Regions from separate parts of the Gossypium arboreum genome. Here region 2 is linked to region 1. A link is a contact called in public Hi-C data. All regions are on one chromosome and are shown on one strand. The core of a region is the stretch at or near the end of the contact, and the rest is flanking DNA. Distances in the headings are between cores, read along the strand shown. Region 1 holds the start of LOC108465783. Region 2 holds the start of LOC108474501.

Region 1 (5,581 bases), core at 1,923-4,422:
AACATTTTACAAATAAGTTATAATGAGAATGGGTTAAGAAAACAATGGGAAAGTAATCGAGAATACAGATGGAAAAAGGCCTTGCAGATGGGCAATAAAATAGTGGGAAATTAGCATTGGAGTAAGCATTAATAGTGGCTGTAATTTTAAAAAATTTAGGGGTTTCATTTTAAAGGGCTTAATCGGAATTTCCAAAAAATTTGGGGTTTAAATAAAAAAATTTAAGAATTTTTGAGAGGCTTAATAAGAACTTTTAAAAATTTTGAGACTCAGTTAAAATTTTCAAAAAATTTAAAATGCTTAATAAGAATTACAAAATTTTGGTGGGCCTAATAACAAGTTTCCAAAATTTTTGAGGGTTCTACGAGGATCCTCCCCTGAGCATTAACCAAGCTAAATATCAATGCTTATATTGCAAAATGAGTTTAGTCTGAACAGGAATACCTTTCAGGAGAGAAGTAAACTGGGCCTCGATTGTAATTAAGCAGATCTTGATTTGAAAGCTTGCTTGAGATAAGTCCAGCCTCTGCCAAGCCTGAATCATGCAACTCAATTAGCAAGAATAGTTATAACAAAAAAGGAAGTTACTCTACCAAAATGACCAAGAATATAAAGTCCACTTCTTAACCTTGAATCGATGAAAAATCAGGGTCTTCAGGTATGATGTCATCAAATGCAAGTTCAGTAACATTCTCAACATACATTGCAGGATAAACTTTTGATACTACATTCCTGCAAGCAGCAAAAAGGATTAAATTTACAAGCATAAAGGTATCTATTACATGCTAATTCCTGATGGCTTCACACTGCCATACATGGGAGTAACAAGAAGGCATATATACCTTGAAAGAGCACTGCTTGCTGCCACTAACCACCGAGCATACTCACGACGTGTACAGAGTTCACCAGGTAGAGCTTCAGCCTCAATAACCTGGAAAAGATACATATATATGAGTAATAGGTCACAAGTTCTCATATTATCTGCAAGGGCGAATACACTTAATAATTCTGTATCTCAGTAAGAATGAAATACCTTCAAAACTCGAAGAGCTGCAAGTGCCTGCTCCTGAAACTGATCAACAACTGCAGGAACTAGAACCTCTCCCGGGTGAACCTGTAGATCTGCAGAAACTGCAGACGGAGCAGGTATACCAACTGGGGAGAAGGAACTCCTAGGAGTTGGTGATTCAAAATCTGGTATGCTATCTTTCATCCCATCACAATCAATTTTGCTTTGCTCTATTGTTAATGAATGAGCAGGTGCTGACACAGGGGTTGTTTGAGATGACTCACTCTCATTTAACTTATTATCTTCCAGAGATGCATTCTTTATTTCAACCGAGGGCAGAGACATTTTGCGACTCTCAAGGTTTTCTTTAGTTTGAGAGGAATCTGTGGTTTCCAGATTGTCTTCAGGTATAGCCTGAGGTTCTAAAATTGGTTCCAACTCTGAACTAACTGAGAAGCCCACAATTGAAGGATCACTGATTGAATTGGAACTAGAAGAAGAATCCACTGAGATACTGGAATTCTCTTTTCCTTCAAGTTTTCCCTCGTTGAGATCATTGTCTAGGTTTATTGGGTCAGACAAGTTAGTATCAATAGTTTCTTGGACACTAATCAATTTGTCTTCAATCTCTGAAGTTGCTTCAGGTGAACCAATGTCAAGGTTGCTATCTGACTCTCTTAGGTTTGATGCAACAGAAGAGACACCCACAGCATCAGATTCAGGCAAGTTAGGTGATATCGGAGTTGTGTCCAGGAAAGCTGACTCCCCATCCAAAGATGAAACATTCTGCCTGTATTCTTGAATAGAACTGGTGTTACTGGCACTATCACCATTGGACGTCGAACTGTCTACTAAGTACGTCCCATTGTCATTATCAAGATTATTTTCAGAAGTGCCGCTGGATTCGGTAGGTGCCGAAAGATCCTTATGTGTTCCTGTTTCAATTTCATTTTCTTTGGCTTGTTCACTATCGTTATCAAATGAAACTTCCTGTTGAGCTGTTAAGGGTTCCAACTGCTGTTTGGGTCCTGCAGTCAACAAATGGTATAATCTTTCAACACCAGTTCTCGGGGATTGTTGTCAATTCATCTAAATTAAGTCCAATAAACACAGAAACCAAAAAAAATTAACAGAATATAAATAGATAGAAGAGCATGGTAATAGAACCAAGTGAAATTGAAAGAGACCACTTACTGGAAGTGCTTCGATTACTTAGGGACATTGCTGCAAAGGAAAACCCTGCTACCAGCACAAGTCCAGCTGATCCAGCTCCCATAATTCCTAAAAGCAAACTACTTACGAATTGTTATTAGTCCATAATATGGAAACCAACTAGTTTAATTAGTCCAAACAACCCTGAAAGCTATTTGCGGGATTATGCCTCAAATTCAATGCCTAAATATCATATGATTCATATATGCTTCACTGCTATGAAATAGCTTTGATTAACAGACAGTAAACTAACATTTAGTGCAAGGAAACATAATTAAAAACTTAATCAGAAAACATAATTAAGAAGCCAAATTGCAAGCAAGAAATGTTTTAACATTTTCTTATTCTCTTCTACTCAACTCTTGAAAACAAAAGACAGCCGAAATTCAGCCAAGAGAAGTAGTGAGAACATTTGTTTGTGCAAGGTATAATAGATAAATACCTCCAAACCTTCTTCTCCCTCCCGAGCCAATGGAATCTTCAACAGTATCCGAATCGGACCAGCCGGAAAAAGTATCCGCCCCAGCAGTGGAGTCCGATACAATCCGCGAAGCAACATTACGACGTCGTTCCAGTTCCTTAGTCCGGCTTAGTGAAACCGAGAGCAGACGAGGACGACGATAATCAAGCAGGAGAAGCGGACGTGGTTCCCTACAATTCCTGCAACGGAAAGCCAAGCGGAGCTGAGGAGAGCTTGGAGACCACGAGGCAGATGTAGAAGCCATCACAAACGGAAACGAATTGAGACAGAGAGAGGATGGAGAAGAAGATAGAAGGTGAAAAAGGTGATTTGTTCTAGCTAGGGTTTATGGTTGGTTGGTGTTGTGTTGATTCCTTCTTTTCGTGCAGACAAAGAGAGAAACAGGAACTGTGTGAATCTTTATCTAATTTTCTATGATTACAAAGGGACGCTGCTTCACTTTGAGTCTCCCTCTTGTCTTTTCTTTAATTAAATATACTAAAAATAAATAAATAAACATGATACCGAAAATAAAAAGTTTATAATTTAGGCACTATCATTATATATTATTTTCATTTTAATCATTATAGTTATATGCACTCCTCATTAGATACATTCATTTTAATCCTTCAGTTTTCATTTTTTGTCTTTTAAGAATTATTTTTAGTTTTTCCCACTAAAATCCATTTTATATGGAATTATGTGCGTTTTTATAGAAAAAAGTTTTGAGTTTTTACAACAAAATCCCAACTTATCCTTTTCATTTCCTTTATTTTTTCCCGAATTAATTTTATTTTTTAATAAAAGGAAAAACTTAAATTTTTACAATTAAAAATAATTTTATCTTTTAATTTCTTTTATTTTTTTAGTCAAAGAGAAAATTAGGGTTTTACAAAATTATTGGGTTTTTTAAACAGTGAAAACCTTTTTTTTAAATAGAATTGAGTTATATGTGAAAAATGTGACTTTCATCTTAGTATTTGAATAGCTTAATTATTTGTAAAACCTATTTTTAAAATTAAAATTAATTCTATAAAAGAAATATTTTTGGTATAATTTTATAAATTAAAATGAGTGATCAAAATGAAAATTTACTAAAGTTCGGTAATTGAAATGAGTTTATGTAATGATAAATTAATGACAAGTGACTAAAATGATAAAAATTGTAACAACAGTGACTGAAATGATAAAAGCATCTAACAACATAGCCTAAATTTGCAAACTTTTATTTTTGATGCCTAAAATAAAAACTTATGAGAGTTAAGTGACCAACCGTATAGTTAACTCGTAAATAAATTGCTTAGCAAGTTTTTTTTTTTTTTTACCCAAGTTAAGTTCTAGGAAATAGAACATAAAAATAAAGCTTAAATACAAAAAAAAGTAAAATAATTAAAATTTAATTAATATCTTAGTAGAAAAATCATACTTAATTAAGGTTTGAATAGAAAATTACATATAATTAATGTCTTAATTGAAAGTTAGGAATCAATTAACATCACGTTTTGTTCACTGTAATAAAATAGGGCTGTAATTGAATAAAGCTGTAATGGAATGGAATAGAGCTGTAATAGCATTCTTTTGTTTAGTTGAATGGAATAGATGTTGTAATAGTATAAGGAAAAAAGGCTTAAATGACTAAAGTACCCTTAGCATAATTTGTTTAGGTAGATAATTATTGTTATTGTTATTAAATTTTAATAACATTATTATTAAATATATTTTATTAAAATAATAATAAATAATTTAATCATATTTTAACATAATTATTATTAAATATAATTTAATAAAATAATATACAATTCAATAATATTCTTAATATAATTATTATATGAATTAAAAATCATAATATATAATATTATTAAAATAATATATAATCTACTTTATTATTTTTAAATTGCATTACAATTTAATGTGCTAAAAGTAGGGAGAAGTTAAAAATTATTTTAAGGTTAAAATGAATAATTAATTTATAAGAGATCAAATTATAATTTTATCATTATATTAATTTATGATTTGATAAAATTTAAAAGGTTTTATTACAAATTTACCATTTTGGGAGAGTCACATCTTCGTGACTTTAATATTATGATATAAATTTAATTTAATCAAGGAATACCTTTGCATAATATCTATATGAGGAATATATTAAATCCAATCAATTATAAAACTTACAAAATTATATTTCAACAAAATTATCTCAAATTCATTAAAAATAGAAAAGTAAAAAGATTATTAAAAAATCTTAGTATGGAATAATATTAAAGCCTTTGGATCGATATGTACATGTGAATACAAAATAAAACAATAACTATACCAATATTTTCTTTCACAAAATTATTACATGCCGAGAGATAGACTAGTGGTTCTACTACGAGCTACCAATTTTTTTTCATTTTGTCAAATTCATTTTTTTAGCAAATAAAATATAGTATTATTAACATTTAAACATGGATCTTTTAAGAATTTTGTAATTAAAAATTTTCAAAAATAATGAATAGACCTACACTAGATACATCATACATATACTACTCAACACCTACAACCGAATGAATCCAAAAAACATAAATTGTAAATGCTGCAGATTATGTAACAGCTTATTCAAAGTATACTTTGCATCCATGTCATCAATCTCTTCCTTCGTTTCAGCTTCATTGAGAGACTTTGATATTGATTCGAATAACTGCTTATTCAAAGTATACTTTTCACTGTTATCAATCTGTAGACATTCCTCATCGTAATTTTTCTTTTGCTGCATCTGAAGCACACTCTTACGCTTTTGAAGGAGCAACCACATGTCTAATTCTTTTATAATCCAAAGTACCTGAAAATAATGCAATAAATAGAACTTGCTCTTGGATGTCACACTTTCAGTATACCATCATAGTATAGAGACCATTATT
Region 2 (5,581 bases), core at 942-3,441, 250 kb before region 1:
GGCAAAGCTGAAAACCCTGGTCTCTTTACAAGTGTTGTCAATGATTTTATAACTGAAGATCCTGGAACTTCCTAGAAGGCATAGTTAGCAAGTAGGCAATTGTTTAGGAGACAAGAACAAACAAAATCAATAATCATACAATATGTGCACGTATATTCTAGCAATAAATAATCATTTGGATACAAGATAATGGTATAAAAATAAAAAATACAATTGTAAACCAGATCTGGATGTCACTTGAATAGTATTAAATGTTGAACCAAGGAATAAGCAGGAGAGAAAAATTAAACAATTACCTCCAATGCCACATCCTTGAATGATACAACTTCCTTTGCCTCATCCTCCGACAGCTGTAAATGATATAAATAAGAACGACAAGAAATGAGAAAGAGGTTAACCTAAAACGAATAAGCAAGAGAGGGAGTGGGGAGAGAAACACCTTGCCCCAAAATGCCGCTAGTAAGTCCCTATTTTTAGCAGAATCCTACAATGTGTAAAATAACATTGTTTAGAGGAGTCCTAAAGGGTTAAAAAAATATATCCACAGATCTCAATTGTCCAAGAGGCTAGCATCTTAAAGAAGCATCGCGAGAGAAGAAATTGCGAAGAAGTATCAACATAATGGACTAATCATGTTTCAAAGACGGTGAGAAAACCTTATCAAGTTTTTTCAACCTATGATGCACACGTATATGCCTTCTATAGTTAATGGGCGAACAAAATTCTCGCGAACACTTATCACACTTTTGCATCTGCACCTTCAGAGGAGTGAGTAAAGGCCATCCAGGGATTTCTGTCAGACATATAGGCAAGAAATCAAGTTATACTATAGCATCAATTATGTAGTATTTTCACACACAATGATTTGAACCATCAACTAAGTTTTAAGTACCTTGTTGATCTAAGGCATGCAGTAATTGAATCCATTGGACTGAGCTGTCCCCAGCCCTAGAGAAAGAAAGGAGAGGCTCTTTTCCAATAGCTTGTCTGATGAAAGTGTCCAAAGAATCATTTGGCTCCTCTGATTTCATTACATCTGCAGAACTGGTAGCCTTGAGTTTTGCAACAGGCATAGCACACAAACAGAGTCACAACCACTAGGGATTTATAACAAAAATTCATTAATAAAACCAACTTGTCCGCTAGGAATTTCTTTCGCAGCAAAACAACTAAATAATTAACCTAAGAATTGATATTAAAATCCATCAGCAGGCAGCAAATATTTAAATTCTAATTTCAAAGAAAAAAAATTCCCAAACCAAAACTCAATAAAAAAAGATAACCAAAGATTGCAGACGGACAGAGTCCAATAAACTCCGTCTACATTTACAAATAAATAAGTTCCCGAACCTTCATTTGCCCATTAGCAGAAAAAAGGGGGAGGCATTTTCTAAACCTTTCCTTTATTGAGCCACAATATAAATATTGAACTCAGTTTTGGCCGAATTCCATTCTTCAAATAACGTAAAATTCAAATTCCAACTTTCTAGTACCAATTTTCAGAGCTTGTAAAAACTAAACTCCATATCAACATAATAAATAATTAAAACAAATTTAAAACAACAGCAGTGGCTAGGGCTTCTATTCACGTGATCTGAGATAAAAGGTTGAATGTAAAAACAAAACAAAAAAATGATAGAAAAGAAAGGTAAGTGAAGCGATCGGTTAACGTACCAGTGTATGAGGGAGAGAGCGAGAGAGATCGATTAGAGGAGAGAAAGAATCTTAAGCGATCGCAAGGATTTAGAGTGAAAGAGCAGGGGATTGGAGAGTGTTTGGTGGAAGGGAAAATAACCGAGAAAAAACAAGGAAGTGATCGGCCGAGAAAATTGTTGCGGAAGAAAAAAAGAGAGTTCCGAGGGAGCGAAGTGTAAGTGAAAAATATATATATAGGCTATATATATGAAGGTGGAGAGGGGAACCCTCCTTAGCAAGAAAATTATTTTTAAAAAAATAGAAAATGAAAACGTACATGATAATGAGGTGGAAGATTTTGGTGGCAACGTGATGTTTTAGACTCCATGACGGACTGTGGAACTTGAGAAATGAAGCAGTACATTTCAATGTCCCAAATCCCAAACTCTTCTCTTTTACCTTCTTCCAAACAAACCCAATTCTACAACCTCGTAACTATTGGGCTCTAAACTTCTCTTTTCTCTCCCAAATTTAATTATTTTCCATCAATTCACCCCATCCAAACCAAAAACAAAAATCCTCGTTAACCTCTATTTTTTGGCCTTATGATTTATAAAGATACTAGTGTCATGAAATTAGAGGTGATTCATTTGCTTCAAATCTGCTTAAGTTGGTCTAACACTCGATTAATGAGAATTCTCAAGATAAATTCTCTAAGGCATCGAAATAAAATGGAAACAAACTCTTAAACGAAGAAGCAAAAAGTGAACGGAAAAGCCACAAGAAAACCAAGCACAAGTGTTTGACTAAATGCTCTCAAAGTATATTTAATAACTCGGAATGGGATGACTACAAATGAGGAAAAGGCCTCTATTTATAATTGAACTCCCCCTATCCAACAATACAATTTAAATTATATCGATGATCAAGATCAAAGTCTATCTACAAAATGAGAGTTTTAAGGGATTTAAACTCTATACAATCTTATCCCTTAGGATTTACAATAATTAACCATGATAACTCTAGCTTTATTGGAGTGTTACACTAAACCACCAAGACTTCAAGTAGATGGACTTCTCCATGTGTTCCACGAATCGGGTCAGTTCAAGTGGGTCAAATGAGCCTCATTTCATCTGTAATAGTCTATTTTTCAGTGAAATCGGAACAGTGGTTTCGGGACCACAAAATCCGATCCAAAAATAAGGTTTATTTTTATTTCATTATATGGTCCGTATTATAATAGGCATGTCGTGTGAAAATGTTGATATGAAAATTTTATCGGTTAAGTGTTTAATTATGAGAAAGACTAAATCGCATAAAATATAAAAGTTGAATTCTAGTAGCTAGAAGGATTAAATAGCTATGGAATTCAAATCTAGAGGTCTTTATATGGTAATTAGACTAGTAAAGAAGTATGTAGATTTTCTTTGATGACTCATCCATGAAAATATAGAAAAAGGGCAATGACTAAATTGGAAATTGCTAAATACTTAATTAATTAAAAGATGAAAAGAAAATATCATCTTATTTTTGTCATCTTCAATCTAAAATTCTACGGAAACGCTAAAAGTGAGAGGGGAAACTTTCAAGGCTTAATTGGGTAAGTTTTCTTGTCCCGTTTTTAGTAATTTTGATATTTTTGAAATCGGGATAGCTTAATCTCTCTATTTGAGGGATTAATTTGAAAAGTTATCAAAGTATGGAAAATGGGTCAAGGATTTATATTTTGAAAATTAGAAATTTATGGTAGAAAATGAAAGGTTGTTGATAGATAAACAACTTTTACAATATGATTTTTTTATGGAAACATGGTTTAAGGATTAAAATATAAACTTGTGAAATTGAAGAAAAATTCTGATTTTTTATGAATACATGTGCTGTAAAATTTGTAGTGGGATTTTGGTTAGGCTTGGAATAGGGAGTAAATTGCACAAGTTTCATTTTCCGAGCTTAGGGACGAAATCGAAATTTATGGAATAGTTAGGGGCAAAATGGTAATTTTGTCTAGGATGTAAATTGAGTCCATTTAAATATGAAATGTGTAAAATTGATGGTTAAATTCATTTATATAGATCCAGACAACACTAATTCGAGGTTAGATCGAGGAAAAGAAAAGGTTTCGGATTAGGAGATTTCTAACGCGAACAAGTGTCGAGGTAAGTTCGTGTAACCTAATTGAGCATGTAAATATGTTTAATTGAATGTTGTGATTGTATGAAATGTTATTATCATTTGATGTGAATTATTTGATTGCTATAAATAAAAAATTGAATACATGCTTGAAATGATGAAAAATGGGTTAAGTTCGGATTGAATATTGAATTCCGATGATCATATACACCTGCCTGAAATTAATATCATTTGTTGCGGATGAGATTTAGCTCAGACGAGTAATCCCATTAACCTTGTTATAGAAAGGATTTAGCTCGGATGGGTAATCTTGATATAACACCTCTCAAGTATACGTTATGGTTAGGGTTTAGCTTGGACTAGTAACCCTAATTGAACTTTTTGAGCACACGTTATATAAAGGATTTAGCCTGGATTGGTAATCCTGTTATACGATATATGGCTCGAGAGTGTGTTCCTTGATTAAGTACCCTAATGGGTACCATTGGATAAGAATTGACGGATTATAGAATCGTACACCTCGAGTGCCCTACTTGAGCATCTATCAGAATTTCAATGATTCAACGGACATATAACTCTAGACATGGCATGAGAATTATGAGATGAAATGATAATGTCTTGAATGAATAATGTATGATGAGCTCATCTATCCTTACTTGATGTATATGTACACTTTGTGACTAACATGTTTGATTGGATGTACGTGTTTAGGCAATTTAGCCAAATTAGCCAAATGGATGGAAAACTTGTTATTGTATGCTTAGATTTAATAAACGGACTAAGCATGAAATACTTACTCCGTTTTATTTTCCCCCTGTTTTATAATGCTCTGAAGCTCATGAGGGCTGGAGATCACTGGAGTATCGTCACACTATTAACTAGTCATTTTGGGTATACTTAGTAAAATCATTTTGGTATAATGGCATGTATAGGACAACTTGACCATTAGTAGCTTGATAATGATGTTTTGTAACCTAGCCATTGGAATGGCTAGTAATGGTTCATTTTGGTATTACTAAATAGGTTATCATGATATATATACATGTGTTATGTTAAGTATATGTGAACAAAGGATGTTATTGCCTAGTTAATTCAAGGTAAGATTGTAAACACACATGCATGTAATGGTATGCTATGTTGAGTGATGGAAATTGCCTAAATTGAATGTTTGAAATGGTTGGTATTGGCTGTGTGTTTCAAGTGTAGGTCTTGGGTGAGAAATGAAGTTAGAAATAGCTTCTTTTTGTCCACACGGGTATGTGTCTAGACCGTATGTGACACACGGCTTGGTAACATGGGCATGTGGTTAGGCCATGTGTCCCTTGCACCTTAATTTTGAGAAACAGAATGCTCAGAATAGAGCACATGGGTGTGTGTCTTAACCGTGTGGTTGACACGGCCTTGGACATAGGCATGTTACATGGTCGTGTAAAAACTGCACCTAACAATAGAAAATTAAATTCGCCACACGGCCTAGCACATGGACGTGTGACTTGGCCGTGTGACTTTAATTTCTTCATGCCTTAAAAGTCAAAGAGTTACACGGGTTAGGGACACGGGCATGTGTAGTACATGGCTTGATGACACGGGCGTGTCCTTAGACTACACGGGCGTGTGAGCCCTGCAACTTGGAAATTTTTTGAAATGTCACGAAAAATTCTTATAGGTTCTGATTAAGTCCCGACTCGGCTCTAATGCTTGTAATGGGCCTCGAAGGTCTAACTAAAAGACGTTGAATGATCTCGATAAATGAATAGTAACTTACACGAATTATTTGTAAAATGTTCTGAAAGTTCTGGTAATGCTCTGAAACCCT

What was found. A called contact is a pair of places that touch in the nucleus more often than the background predicts.
Region 2: a contact with region 1 is called in a Hi-C map of leaf, with 4 times the contacts expected there. The contact joins the promoter of LOC108474501 here to the promoter of LOC108465783 in region 1. A contact is called at or near these places in 3 of 5 Hi-C or Micro-C datasets (all in leaf).

The regions. Positions count from the first base shown.
Region 1 is chr8:72,516,299-72,521,879 of ASM2569848v2, reverse strand. LOC108465783 reads right to left here and starts at 3,172. Exons shown (of 10, transcript XM_017766163.2): 1 at 2,664-3,172; 2 at 2,204-2,290; 3 at 1,034-2,037; 4 at 843-931; 5 at 629-732; 6 at 445-535. The coding sequence starts at 2,946.
Region 2 is chr8:72,764,212-72,769,792 of ASM2569848v2, reverse strand. It overlaps LOC108474501, which reads right to left and starts at 2,191. Exons shown (of 11, transcript XM_053018397.1): 1 at 1,973-2,191; 2 at 893-1,052; 3 at 657-793; 4 at 440-484; 5 at 297-350; 6 at 1-71. The coding sequence starts at 2,059.